Regions from separate parts of the Oryzias latipes genome. Here region 1 is linked to region 2. Evidence: chromatin contacts called from public Hi-C data. All regions are on one chromosome and are shown on one strand. Each heading gives the region's core, a stretch centred on a gene start, on an enhancer-like site or on the middle of the called end of the contact. The rest is flanking DNA. Distances are from core to core; before and after follow the strand shown. Region 1 holds the start of rab31 (ras-related protein Rab-31). Region 2 holds the start of mtcl1 (microtubule cross-linking factor 1).

What was found. Hi-C and Micro-C count contacts between places; a contact is called where the count stands out from the background.
Region 1: a Hi-C map of embryo shows a contact between it and region 2, with 3 times the contacts expected there. The contact joins the promoter of rab31 here to the promoter of mtcl1 in region 2. A contact is called at or near these places in 2 of 5 Hi-C or Micro-C datasets (embryo and fibroblasts).

The regions. Positions count from the first base shown.
Region 1 is chr17:4,808,328-4,814,657 of ASM223467v1, reverse strand. rab31 (ras-related protein Rab-31) reads right to left here and starts at 2,584. Exons shown (of 7, transcript XM_004078617.4): 1 at 2,371-2,584; 2 at 1,618-1,697; 3 at 205-286. The coding sequence starts at 2,406. It overlaps ralbp1 (ralA-binding protein 1), which reads right to left. Exons shown (of 10, transcript XM_023965253.1): 5 at 5,706-5,867; 6 at 5,412-5,543; 7 at 5,226-5,336; 8 at 5,026-5,147; 9 at 4,834-4,954; 10 at 4,459-4,758. The coding sequence ends at 4,459.
Region 2 is chr17:4,633,942-4,640,481 of ASM223467v1, reverse strand. It overlaps mtcl1 (microtubule cross-linking factor 1), which reads right to left and starts at 1,436. Exons shown (of 14, transcript XM_023965338.1): 1 at 202-1,436. The coding sequence starts at 999. rab12 (ras-related protein Rab-12) reads right to left here. Exons shown (of 6, transcript XM_023965346.1): 4 at 6,346-6,435; 5 at 5,497-5,601; 6 at 1,547-3,513. The coding sequence ends at 3,406.

The DNA.
Region 1 (6,330 bases), core at 1,335-3,834, 170 kb before region 2:
CAGGTTGGGCCCTGCCTTCACCCGGCAGTAGCAGGGACAGGCTCACGACTTGGAAAATTGTGAAAAGACTCGTAGTCTTGACTCCATAGCGCACTCAAAGCTCCTCTGAATCTACTTTACTGAAGTTCTGTCATCATGCTGGAAATGTGAGCATAGAAAAGAAATATTCATGAAAACCTCACTCAGCAGAGGACAAAAACTCACCCGTTCCTGACCAGCCGTGTCCCAGATCAGAAACTTGTGCAGCTCATTCCCACAGGGGACGGTTTTGGTCAGGAATGATGCTCTGTGGAGGATTCAGCGGATTACACAAGCATTCAAATATCCAGTATTTAAAGACCTACTCCAATGAAAAAGGACTTTTTGGTGTTTTAACATGTTTTTCTAATATTTTTCTAATGATGGAGGACAATCGTGCTGTTCTTAAGCCTTTCAGAGTAAACTGTAACCATTTATATGATGGTATATGATAGTATATTACCTTTAGCACACTAAAGAACACATTTTTTTCATTAAATGCGATTTATTTTCACACCTCATTTTTATACCGGAATTAGACGCCTCGATCTCTGAGGCTCCGCCTTTTGCTGCTTGTGGGTGTTATGACGTCATCACAGTGGCGGCCTCTGCGTTTCTCCCACGAAAACAACCGAACTTTTACAAAGATGGATGTAAATCTCGTGCATAGAAAGGGGAAGCATTCAGCTAATCACCACTAGCTCCACTGAAAAAGTGGGCGTGTCTGTTAGCCTGGAGGCGGGACTGGCAGCACAGACTCTTCCTGAAAGGGGCGGGAACTCAGAGAGCAGGTAGAGGAATACTCAGAAATGTCTAGACGAGTCAAAACACCACTTTGGGGTTGTGTTTTTTTATTTTGTGAGGAATTAACATTATAATACGCTTAAAACGTTGATTTTGCATGATATAAAACCCCCGTTTCTCTATCAGGAGACTGGACTCCAATCCCAGTGTCCTCTGCCAGGAGGATGGCACCCTCACCCCACCCTCACCCCCCTTTGCAGCCCAGCCCTCAATGACTCAAAGCCTGCATACAAACAAACACAAAAACAACATATATCGTTTATTTTACTCTATTAATCAGATGAGTAAAATATATTTGTGTAGTTGATTTCGCAATTAAGATCTAGTATGTAAGGTAGTTCACACTTAACACGCATCGGATTGTATTTTATTTTTAAAGGCTGGTTCTGGTAAAAATGTTCACATTTCCACTGTTTTTTTGTTGTTTTTTTCTTGAGCTGAATACAACCCTGACACAATTATGAATGAATAAATCCACAACCTTGAATAGACTTTTCCATCTGTCTAAGCCCCTCCTCCGCCTCTCTACCTGCTAAAGAAATACACAGCAGCAGGTTGACACGGCAGTTGGGCGCCCTAGCACAAATTTTGTTAACTTTATGGGGAAGTGGGCGGCTCTAGTCCAGGATAGAAAACTGTCAAAGTTTTTAGTGGGTTTTTTCTTGCGGGGGGCGCCCCCTACAAGATTGCGCCCTGGGCGACCGCCCATAGAAAAAACCACTGCCTCCTGGTTGTTGTTCTCCGTCTCTGTGTTGGTGTTTGGTGGACATTTCAGGACGCTTGTCCCGCACTTACCCGATGGTCGGGCTGATGTTGTGATCGAAGTGGTCCTGAACGAACCGGCATACGATGCTGGACTTCCCGACTCCAGTGTCCTGGAACCAAAAAGGGGTACGCGTCAGTCCCGCATGAGTCACGCATCCTTCACCCCATCTCATCGGGACAGGAGCAGCATGCGGTGTGTTCAGGAGGTCGTTTACAGCGGTCGTGTGTGTGGGGACATAGTGACAGTTCGGTTAACTTAGTCCTCATCTGCGTGACGGGAGCCTGGAAGGGCCACGAAGCTCGAAAAAGTTCAGAGTTCATCGTTTTAGTTTATGAAAAACACAATGGCGGCGCTTTTTAAATAAAAGATCACAAAGTATACTGGATCAAACCAACGCAGAAAAAGACAGCACGGGGGGGGGGGGGTTCTTCTCCCCTATTTTCTGCTAACGCAGCAGAAAAATCTCTAACGTCTGCGGTCAGCGATGAAACAAGCTTTTAAAACGTCTTAAATAAAGTTGAAAGGTAGGACGAAATATTTTTGTTTAAAACCTGCGATGCGAAGCTCTACATGAACCCCCCCCCCCCCCCCCCCCAAATCTGTTTTCCTCAGAAACATTTGAAGTATTTCTGTTTTCAAACACGACAGGCAAGGAGAAGTGAGGGGAAAGTCCATTTAAACATTTACTTAAGTGACAAAAGGGGCATTTAATGTTTGGAGTTGAAGTTGCAGCCAACTAAAGAGGAATTTTCTCCGGAGTGCATCATCAAAGAAAAACTCACCCCTAAAAGACAAACTTTGAGCTCCCGGATGGCCATGGCGGGTCCTGGAACTAAGCGGTTAGATCATCGTTGAAATGCGCGGATTCAGTGTCTTCGCTCCTCCATGCTGCCGAAATCTCCTTTTCTCAGATTAAAAAAAACGACCAAGCCCTGACACAGCCTGGCCATCCTCCGGAGAAGCCCGTTTGATGGAAAAAAAAGAGAAAAAAAAGCAACAAATGGGAAACTTCCGGCGGCGTCTTTCAAAGTAAAAGCTTTTTATGACGTCGGTCATCTGTACACTTGGAGGTTTTCAATCAATACTGCAAATGTCATCAAGTTTTTATTTAAATCTAAGCCGAGTTTTTGTTCGAAGGTACTTATTAATTTTAGTTACAGATCTGAGGACTGAAAACTGAAGTATAAAGTACCATAAACTAAAATGTGTAACAGAAATGAATGCTTTTGAAGAAACTAGAACATTAAACATATCTTTTTGTGTAAATATAGTAGGTTAAAAAAAAGCAGTTGAAGGTGAAACAATTTAAATAAAAGAAACCAAATCCAGTCTGCTTCCTTACCTTCTGTTACGGTAACTGAAATCAACCTGGATAAATACAAATTTACACACAACTTTATGTAAAATCATACATATACATTTATCAAAGTAAATGACAACCACACACACCAACAAAAATATGTGTACTGTAGGCTGCAAATGAAACAGTTTTCATATTTTCTGTTGAGTTTATTTGGTTTTAAAATCTAATCATTTCACAGCTTTTATTTTGGTGGGATTTTGTTAACATTGACAAGCTAGATTTCTAAAAGAAAGTCCTTAACTTTCTCACCATTCGAGTCCAACAGCCTCTTTTAGAGAAATGCACAGGTTTATAAACCAGGAAGCAGATTTGAAACAAGACGTCAAGTGCTAAATGAGGAAAAAACACTTTCAGGATCAAAAACGTTTGGGCGAGAAAAAGTTTTAAGAATGATACTTTATTCTTCACAGCATTAGTTTGTCTGTAACAATCTGCTACCAAAGCTCAGAGCGATATGAAAATAAGCTGACGGGAGCTGCTGAGCCCAATCCGGCGTGTTTCAGTCACAGGATTCACAACACTGGATCAGGAGTCCTGATGAAATCGCCACAGTTTGCAAACCGTGACTCAAGTGGGGGGTGGGGGGTGTTACGCTTGCATTATTCACACACTTTAAGTGATTAACCACAAGAAAACATAAACGCTGAAAAGAACATTTGCATTTTCACATAAACACCCGACTGAAAGTCGGTCATGCCAAGCGCCTTGAAATAACTCTGAACTATGAAATGCTCTGCAGCCGCGGGTTTGAGGCCAAATGAAGGGTTTTCCAGCTGATGGGCTGCATCTCTTCACACATTCAAACAGAGCCTGCACATCACCAAAGATGCACAACATGAAACTAAACACACGTGACGTTTCCCGTGTTCGCCGTACGCTGCTGCGTATCGGTTTGCTGCTCATCAGCCGTGAAGAGCAACACAGATCTGCTGTTTAAAGAAACCGTTGACTCATTTAAACATTAATGGAAGGCTTTGATTAAAAAAAAAGACGTATTTAGTTTTTGATGCCAGAATATTAGATAAAATATATCCTATGCAGATAGACCGATCCTAAAGTCTTCAATACTGAAATGTCTAAATCAGTGGTTCTCTTGGAATAGTCGGGGTTCTTACTTTATGGCACAGTGGTCATTTCCTGACATGCTTCATTCGCCTTAAGCTGACTTACGAGGACTACTCTTTATTCGATCCTAACCCGAATCATTTAAAGCACAGGGTTCTCTCGCACCCCTCCCTTCAGAAATGGCTTCATTTCTGCTCCCCCCCCCCCCCCCTCTCTCTTTCACGGTCTTGGCACAGCAGATATAACAACGTGGTCCCTGCAAACGTCTTGGCTTCTGCTAAAGCTGCATTCCTCCCTGGAAACTGAAGAGGTTTAGGTGCTGGGGCCTGGACACTAGCCTTCTTCTTGGACACCTGTTTTAAGAACAAAAACCCCCCATCTTTGCGAGCTTCAGCGGACCCCTACAGCTGACCAGCGGTGGAGACGGACAGCTTCGCTCGGCTCACATGTTGGTGTCTCTCCTGTCTTTGCTCGGCGAGGGCTTCGCAGGATCCTTTGCGGTTTTTCCATTGGTCAGGGTTGCCGTGTCAGTGGGAGGAGCCGTGGGGACGGCGGCGCGTTTGGTGTGCTCTTCGCTGCGTGCCTCCGGGCTCGGCTGTGTGGGAGGGGCCTGCTCCGCCGCCGGCGGCACTGCCACTTCCTGTTGCTGTTTGTGGCTCTGGAGGAGGCGGAGCTGGACTCTGAGCTCCAGGATGGCCTCCTGCTCCTCATGGATGGCCTGGTTCAGGTGGGTGTTTTTGTTCTGTGGGGACACCAAAACATATTTATTCTCCACACTAAAAAGCTTCACACAGCCCAGCTTGGCATCTTTTCTCACCTCCAACTCCTCGTTTTGCTTCTGCAGATCTTCTAGAATCATCTGAAGCTCCTCCTCATCTTCACTCTCACTCTCGCTGTCAGATGAATACTCCTCCGTCTCACTGCGACCCTGCTGCCGGCTAATCAGACATCTCCAGGTCACAGTGGGAACCACGCCCCCCCCCCTGCCTGCTCCAGGTCCTCCCCTTACCTCTGTATGTCAGCGATCTCCGCTCGCAGCCTCTCAATCTCTTCCTTCTCAGTAGCAATCTGTCTGCGCAGCACCTGCTCCAGGGAGATCAGCTCCTCCTGCTCCGTCAGGATCTCGTTTTCCTGATTTTACAGAGGAATAAAACCCTGTTGTAGTTTCCAACTGCAAGCAGAATTCAAAGGTTTGGGTGAATTGTGCACCTGTGATAACAGCAGGTGGATGACTTCCTCTTCGTTCTCGGTCATTTCCTCTTTTGAAACATCTTCCTTTGACAAGCTGGCGATCTCCTGGGCAATCTTGCTCTCACACTCCTGATGCCCACAGAGGTTTGGTGTAAAGACGACGTCAGACAGATCTCTCTCTGTTCCCGCACGGGGACAGCTTACCTGACGCTTCGCCTCCCTCAGCTTGCGTTTCAGAGCAGTCAGGATCCTCTGAACCTCCCAGAGTCGCTCCTCTTTGGATAAATCCTTCACACCCGCCTGCAGGTCTCTGTGCAAGCAGTTCAGGAGGAACTCCTGCCAACAAACACCGTCATAGTACTGCTTCAATCTGATGCTGCAGCAGCCAAGCATTTTCATTTATTAAAGAGGAAAAACAGTCGAATGCTGCTGTCGCTGTGACACTAAGCTAAGCTAAAAAAAAAAAAAAAGGTCAAACTTTGGCTGGAGTGAGCTCACCTGCCGACGGATCTCCTCTTTGATGCTCTCCGCCGTCTCAGGCAGCGCCGGCATCGTTGCCATGTTGGACCAGCGCAGCGGCCGCACCACCGGCTTCAAGACGACGTCTCCAAACAGCTCCTTCACGTGAGTGAAGAACACATACAGAACCCGGTTCCCAATCTGAAATCATCAAAAAGAGGAGTCACACGGGTTTCTGTTGTGAGGCTGGACTCTTTCTGCAACATACAAACATGAACCTCACATATTTACAGGGTGGATTCCAGTCACTGAACATCCTGTTTCAAGTATCTGTCCTGCTGCTGCTGCTGCTACTGGGGAATAAGTGGAGCAGCAGCAGCAGCAGCAGCAGCAGAGACATGTCCTGCGAGGATAAATTAGCTCCATTAAACTGGGCCAGAGTGTCAGAGATGAACTGACTTACTGATCCAAATAGAAGTGGGTTGCTGGGCTGATTAAAGCCCATCATTTCTTATTCATATTGAGTCTGCATGTTGCTGCTGGGTGTCCCTGTGCCGGTCCCCAGCCCGGATAATATACAAGTTTCTGTCAGGAGGGGCATCCGGCGTAAAAATCTCTGCCAAACCACCTTTAAGAATCAGCGGAATGGCTGTGGCGACCCCTA
Region 2 (6,540 bases), core at 187-2,686:
AGACTGTCAGATGTGAAAAGTTTGATTTTGAGAGGAAACAGTCGAATCTGCGGGGAATCCCTCAGGATTAAACTGATGCTTGTTTTGACATTTTCAGGAGTTTGTCTGAAGGACAATAAAAACAGTCCGTTCTAACTTTAGGGGTTGAATGCACCTGACTGACTGACTGCGTGAACCTGTTGAGAGACGGCAGCCACGCACCTTGAGGTAGTCGTTTTCAGATCTCAGATCCTCGATCTCCCGCTGCAGATCCTCCTCGGTCACCTCCTTGGCTGCGGGCTGTTTGACCTGTGCGCCGGCGGAGCCGCTCTCCGGTTTGCTGTCCTGTGCGCGCGCGCTTCCCTTGGCGGCGGGAGAGTCGCTCGTGCGCGGCGGCGCTGCGGCTGGCGCTCCCGGTTGGTCCCGGTCACTGGAGCCGGTACCGGACTCCGCGTCGCTACTTGCGGCAGGTGCCGCCCTCTGCTCGTCCGACAGCGGTTCGGACGGGCAATCCGACAAGTCGGAGCTGCTGTCGGTCTGAGTGACCCGGGCCAGACGGGCCCCTGTGGGGACCCGGATCGGGGATCCATGGCTGAACGGGCCCGGAGAACCCGCGGGTAATTTCCCCTTCTTGCCTTTGGTGAGGACCGGACTGCCAGCGGTGTCCGGCTTGGTGCTGGCGGCTTTGGGCTCGGTTGCTGCGTGCTGGGGCGGCTTTGCGGGCTTTTTCGCGGCAGCAGACCTGGTGCTACTTTTGACTGTGGCTGGTTTCTCCTTGGACCCAGCTGTGCTGCGTCTGGAGCTGCGGTTCTGGTGGGCTAAGGACACTGGGGCGCACTGCTGCTGCTGCTGCTTGGAGAGTTTGGGGGATTTGGGTCCGATGGCAGGTGGTTTGGCGGAGCGGGACGGCACATCCTTCAGGAAGGGTCTGGCCGGGGACGGCGCTCGGTTCGGTCTCTTCTTCTCCGGCTGCTGGCTGTGCGCTTTTGTGTCGCCACCGGAGCCATTGGAGCTCTCCATTATACACCGGCGGGAGCGGAGTGGAGGAGGAAGCGATCAATTCGCGGCCCCGCAGAAAAGCTGCCCGGTTTCGCTGCTCCCCTCCTCACCGGGGTGCGCATCCTGCGGTCTGCGAGGTCTCCTTCACTCCATCCCGGCTGCTGTGACCCCGTAGTCCCGTTTCGAAGGAAAGGCTGCCGGTAAACGCGGATAATCGGCGCAGACCCGGTGAGTGACAGGTGGCATCCGCTGCCTGAAGGAGCCAAAGTTGGTCAGACGGATCCGCGGCGGCGCTCCTCCTCCTCCTCCGCAGGCCGGCTCTCCATCCCCGCGCGTCCTCCTGCTCCCGTGAAGCTCTGCAATCACTGCGGCGCGAGGCTCGACGCTCGTCAGCTCCTACGGCGCGCATGCGCCCTGGCCCCGCCAGCACACCCCTTGTTTACTCCGGGACCAGGTTTGACACGCACGCGCTGCTGCGCATGTCAGAACGGAGCACGCCTTTCCTCTCAGAGCGCGCGTCACGGTTGATGAAGATTCCCACAGCAAATGAAAGACTCCGGTCTAGCAATAAATATAGACATCTTTAATAGCATCTCATTAGTTCCAGAATGCCAAAAAGTTATAAATACAACAAACCTGCTTTTTCCATCATGAATTACAAAAAAAATGAAGACAGGTTTAATACAAAGTAAAGTCTGCGCCTTTAAAGAATACAGATCGAAGCATGTCAGATGTAGTATTAGGCTTGGTTGTTACACTTAGGGGTTAGTAGCAAAAAGACAGACAGGTCCTGTTCTGAAAACAAAAATTCTAGATTTTCTACAAAAACCCTTTTGACTGAGTCCAATCATAGAAATGTAAGGATTTTATTTTGGTACAAAACCTTTTCTTGGATGGACATGGTGCCTTTTTAAACCTTTAAAAGCTAAAATTGAGCATAAAACGTCAATAAAAAAAGTCTTTTTAGGCCATCAAATTTACATTAACATCATATCTCCCCCTAAATGCCACAGCTCAACAAACATATGAAGGATTATTGTTTTCTAAGAGCACGGGAGGAAGTATAGCACATATATGTCCATGTAGTGGGTTTAAATAAACGTCAGACATGGACTCAGTTGGGAGAAAACCGTGAAGGAAATTCCTGTCCGCTCCGTAAAGGAACATTTGAAGCAGGGATTTAACATTGCAGCCGTCAGAAAAAAAACATTTCATTCAAAGACTCTGCAGGAGCGTCTTTTTATCAGACATGACTCAACAGAGCTGATCTGGTTTCTGCAGTTTTTTGGGGGACTGCATGGAGGAGGGTGGGTGGGTGGGTGGGGGGTGTATTTGTATGAAATCTGGCACTTGAATACGAAATGCTGCCACGTCCCAGAAACCAGACCTTTCGTTGGATTCAACACTCGGACTTGATTGAGCCCGTCCTCAAAAAAAAAAAAAAAAAAAAAAAAACAATCAGGCCTTTTTTCAAGTTTCCTGAGTCGAACACTGAACAAAACCGCCTTGCACTTTGCCCCAAAAAAGGAAACTTGGAGTTTAGCAATAAAACACAAACACCACAGAAATATTAGTCACAATAAAGAAAAAAGAGATGTGCACTTGATTTTCCTCTCCACATCCTCAGGTAGTGAAGGGTTACTTGCTCCAGCCTACATTACCCATCTCTCTTTGCGTCTCCAGTTCACTCTGAGCCTCACTCTCTGCTGAGGCTGCACTGATCTTCAGGGTGCTAAACTACAACTGTTCTCCCCCTTCACTGAGAGACTCTAGTGTCAAATATGACATCCTCGGAAAAAATATATATATAGCAGTTACAGATACTAGAAAACGGAATAAGTTAGAATCACCACTAAAATAAAAACAAGGCCCTTTTTCTGTGGGTCATCATGGCACCACGGCATGTTTACGGTGTGTTTCGCTTCCTTCAACCCAAATGACTTAAAGAATGTTCATCTGTATATAAAGTAGTTCAGCTGTGAACCCAGAGAGTAAACTTCTCTTTATTTTCTGTCTTCCAGAGGTGATGCGCCGGGCTAACTTGGACAAGATGTGGAGACAAAGAGAGAGAAGGATATTACTGCCCTTAGAAAATGTGCAACTTTTCCTGGAGAGCTCTCTATGTGGAAGGCACATGCAGGCACAGCTGGGTTAACCATCGATGCAATGAGGTAGTCGGGGTCACATGTAGACAGTGAGGTGGTACTAGGATAAAGAAGAATCTCCAGGCCTAAAGGTTAGTGTATGCTGCATATCTGAGAAGAGAAACGGAGGAAGATAATACTGCTGCTTTGACAGTTCATGCATCATTTACAGCAGCCTTCAACCATCCACACAGCTGCTGTGTGTCGCCCCCCAGTGGAGCCACGTGTCCACTGCACGCTGGGGTTTCTATGTGCTTTGTGAGAGAGGGATGATGGGAGAGACTCAGCAACAACGCATGCGGGGCGGGGGCAGTTCTGGCGGTACTTCCGGCTCCGGCTGCAGGGACAGAACGCTGTTGGACAGCTCCTTGCTGGGAACTTCCAGAGGCATCTGCAAAACCAGGAGCAGAAACACAACTTAGTGCAGCACACGAAAGCAACAAGCACGACAGTTCCCACAACAGGTCACACAATGACTTCTCACAGTCGCGCTCTGATCGTCTTCTGACCTATTTTCAAAGCGTTCCCAGCTGTCTTAATTATAATCATCAGCCAAAATCCAAAACCTGTTGTGTTTTTCTAGAACATAGTTTCTGCAGAGCGGCAGGAGTTCAGACATTCTCCTCCAAGTTGTGGATAAAACTCAACTCCAACGGCTCCAATTCCTATCATCTACCCATTTACAGCCTCTCCCACTAGCTTACAGCCCCTCACAACCTGAAAGTAATAATAATCAGAGTGATCCAGTTGTGATCCAGATTCCAGCTCCGACCAGGACCACAAAGACGTTCGTGGATCCGTTTGTCTGCAGGTGGATGATCAGAATGGAGCAGAGCAGGAAAACTTGAAATTAATTTTCAAACGGCCTTTTTTCATCTGCTCCTGATTCACAACGGTTTGAGTAAAGAAATACCCAGAAACGTCACTTTGAGTTTAATTTTCTTAAACGTATGTCCTCCGTCATCAGAAAAATGCCACAAGAACATTTTAAAAAGGACAAAAACAGTTTTCGGAGAGGATCTTTAAAAGGTAAGAGATTTGAAGTAAGTACATTTTTTTTAAGGAAAGACGACAAAAAAAGATGTTTGTTTCATGTCATAAACAAAAAAAAAGAAACAACCTTTTCATACAAGTAAAGAATGAAAGCAAAGGCCCTGTGCTTACAGAACAGTCAAAGCTGTGCATGTTTATGCTGTTAATTTCTGTTAAAGGGCCTGTTTCGTGCAAAATCAACTTTTTGAAGCTTTTAAGTGCAACATAAAAATCTCATTTTTGACTCACCAGACTAGTTGACAGGGAGATCAAAAAAATCTACCAATCAAGTTATAGCATTATTTTACAAAGAAAAACTATAGGTGTTTTTTTTTTAAATGATATTACATTAAATACAAACAGAAGAAGTCACAACATCATGAAAACAGTTTTTTTTTCTGAGGAACTCTTGCATTGATTTCTAATCAATCTTTGCTTCTGCTTATTAATTTATGAAATGTTTTCTTTTTCATCACAAATGAGTTGTTTGTGTTTTGTGCTGAAAAACTCCCCCATGAGAAGAGGGTGTTTGGTCCGTCACCTGTAGTCTGAACAAACTGTCAAGTCAAATTCAAAGCTGCAGGGAAAACAAGGACAGATTTACTAAAGCGGAGCAGAAAAAGCCCTTTTTCTTAATTCTGCCTCCAGTTGACATGAAATCGGAACAAAACCATCCTTAAAACATGACCGTGTTTTGGATTCTTGACAGTACAGATGCAGCTCTGCAGCGTGTGATGTGAAGGATGACCGTGCACGTACGTGCACTCACGTAGGCACACTGTTTAGTCAACTCGCTCTTGAGGTGTGGAGAAAATTGACCGAATTCTGGGTCAGAGTGTCCTGGTTTCTACTTCTTCCCCCCTGTGGAAACGGGGTTTGCTGCTGTGGCCTCGATGCAGACCAAAAACTGGACCCTGAAAATGATCTCAGTGACCGTCGGACAACTGCAGAAGCAGGTTTAGGACAGGACTTGCAGCAACAAGCAGGACCATGAAAGTTACTGAAAGGATGGAAGGATTAAAAGGTCTCAATTCTGCATAAAACACCTTTTTTTAATTGTTTCTCTATGCGAGAACGTCTGGTCATCTGCATCAGTTAGAACTCAGGAAGCCGCTGTGATGTGCAGTTCTGACTCGGATGAGCAGGGGAACAGCTCCTTCACGAACCTTTAAAGTTCTGCCACAGAATCGGAGTTGATGTGACCCGAACGACAGAGAATCTTCACAGACAGTAGAGTTGCATGAAAACGAGATTGAGTTTTTGTACCATCATCATTTGAAAGCCCTTTTCTAATGATGTCAGTCTAGCTTTTTTTTTTACAAATGAAATGCACAGCACCAACCTTACTGAGAATGTCATCCACCAGCTTCAGGAAGATCTCGTCCACATTGAAGTTATCCTTGGCACTGGCTTCGCAGAAACGCATCCCACTTATCCTAGAGGCAAACTGCAAATCCCACAAAGAGGAAGGAGCTTTAGATCATCAGAACAAACTCTGAATGAGAGGCAACAGTAAAGCACCGACTCCCCCACTGATCAGAAACATCGCTTCTCTAAGCAGCGTTTTGTGAGAAGCAGGCAGTCTCACTATGTATCAGTTCTAGAAAAAACATGCATTTATTTGTGTTTGGATGATATTTATTTTAGAGTCTGCTGAAAAAGAAGCAACAGCCTTGACTAATGTGTTTTTGTGAAAGTTGATGCACAAAAAGTTGCGCATTGCGGCATTTCCTGCACGTACTTTAAGTGCGTCCGATGTTTGCATTTTGTTGAGCCGCGCATATTTAAAATTAAGCTTCCATTATCTGTCACGCACCTAGATGTGTGAATTGTGTTCTCTGCATTCCCTGGAGGAGCGGGGAGCTGCAGGAACAGCCGCACACAGGAACTATTTGGTGGTTTGACCCTAAATGCAACTGTAATCCTAACCGTCACCCTTTCTCCAGGTCCATGCAGCCAAGGAAACAGGTTCAGGGCTGGCCGCACGCATTTGGAAAATTTATTTTCTTTTGTGAAAACAACAACAGCTTGGCCTGTCCTTCTGGATAAAATCTGTATATTTTTTTACCTATACATATTTTCTGCAAATGTGCAAACTGACAACATTTGTAGACCTGGTGAGAATAGATTGCTCATAAAGACACGGTGCATTTTTGCCCGTGTGGGCTGTGTAGGTCTGTGCTGAACACACCCTCTCTCCTTGCTGTCTGGAGATGATCCGATCCGTCTCACAGTCCAGCTTGTTTCCAACCAGCAGAAGTTCTGCTTCCTCTGAGGCGTACTGCCATGACACAAAGACAGCAGAGGGTCAACTTGAGGACAGGAGGCGTCAGAAAAAGATTCAGAAAATGACTTAGTGTGGATCTGTGGGTTTGTCGTCTCAACC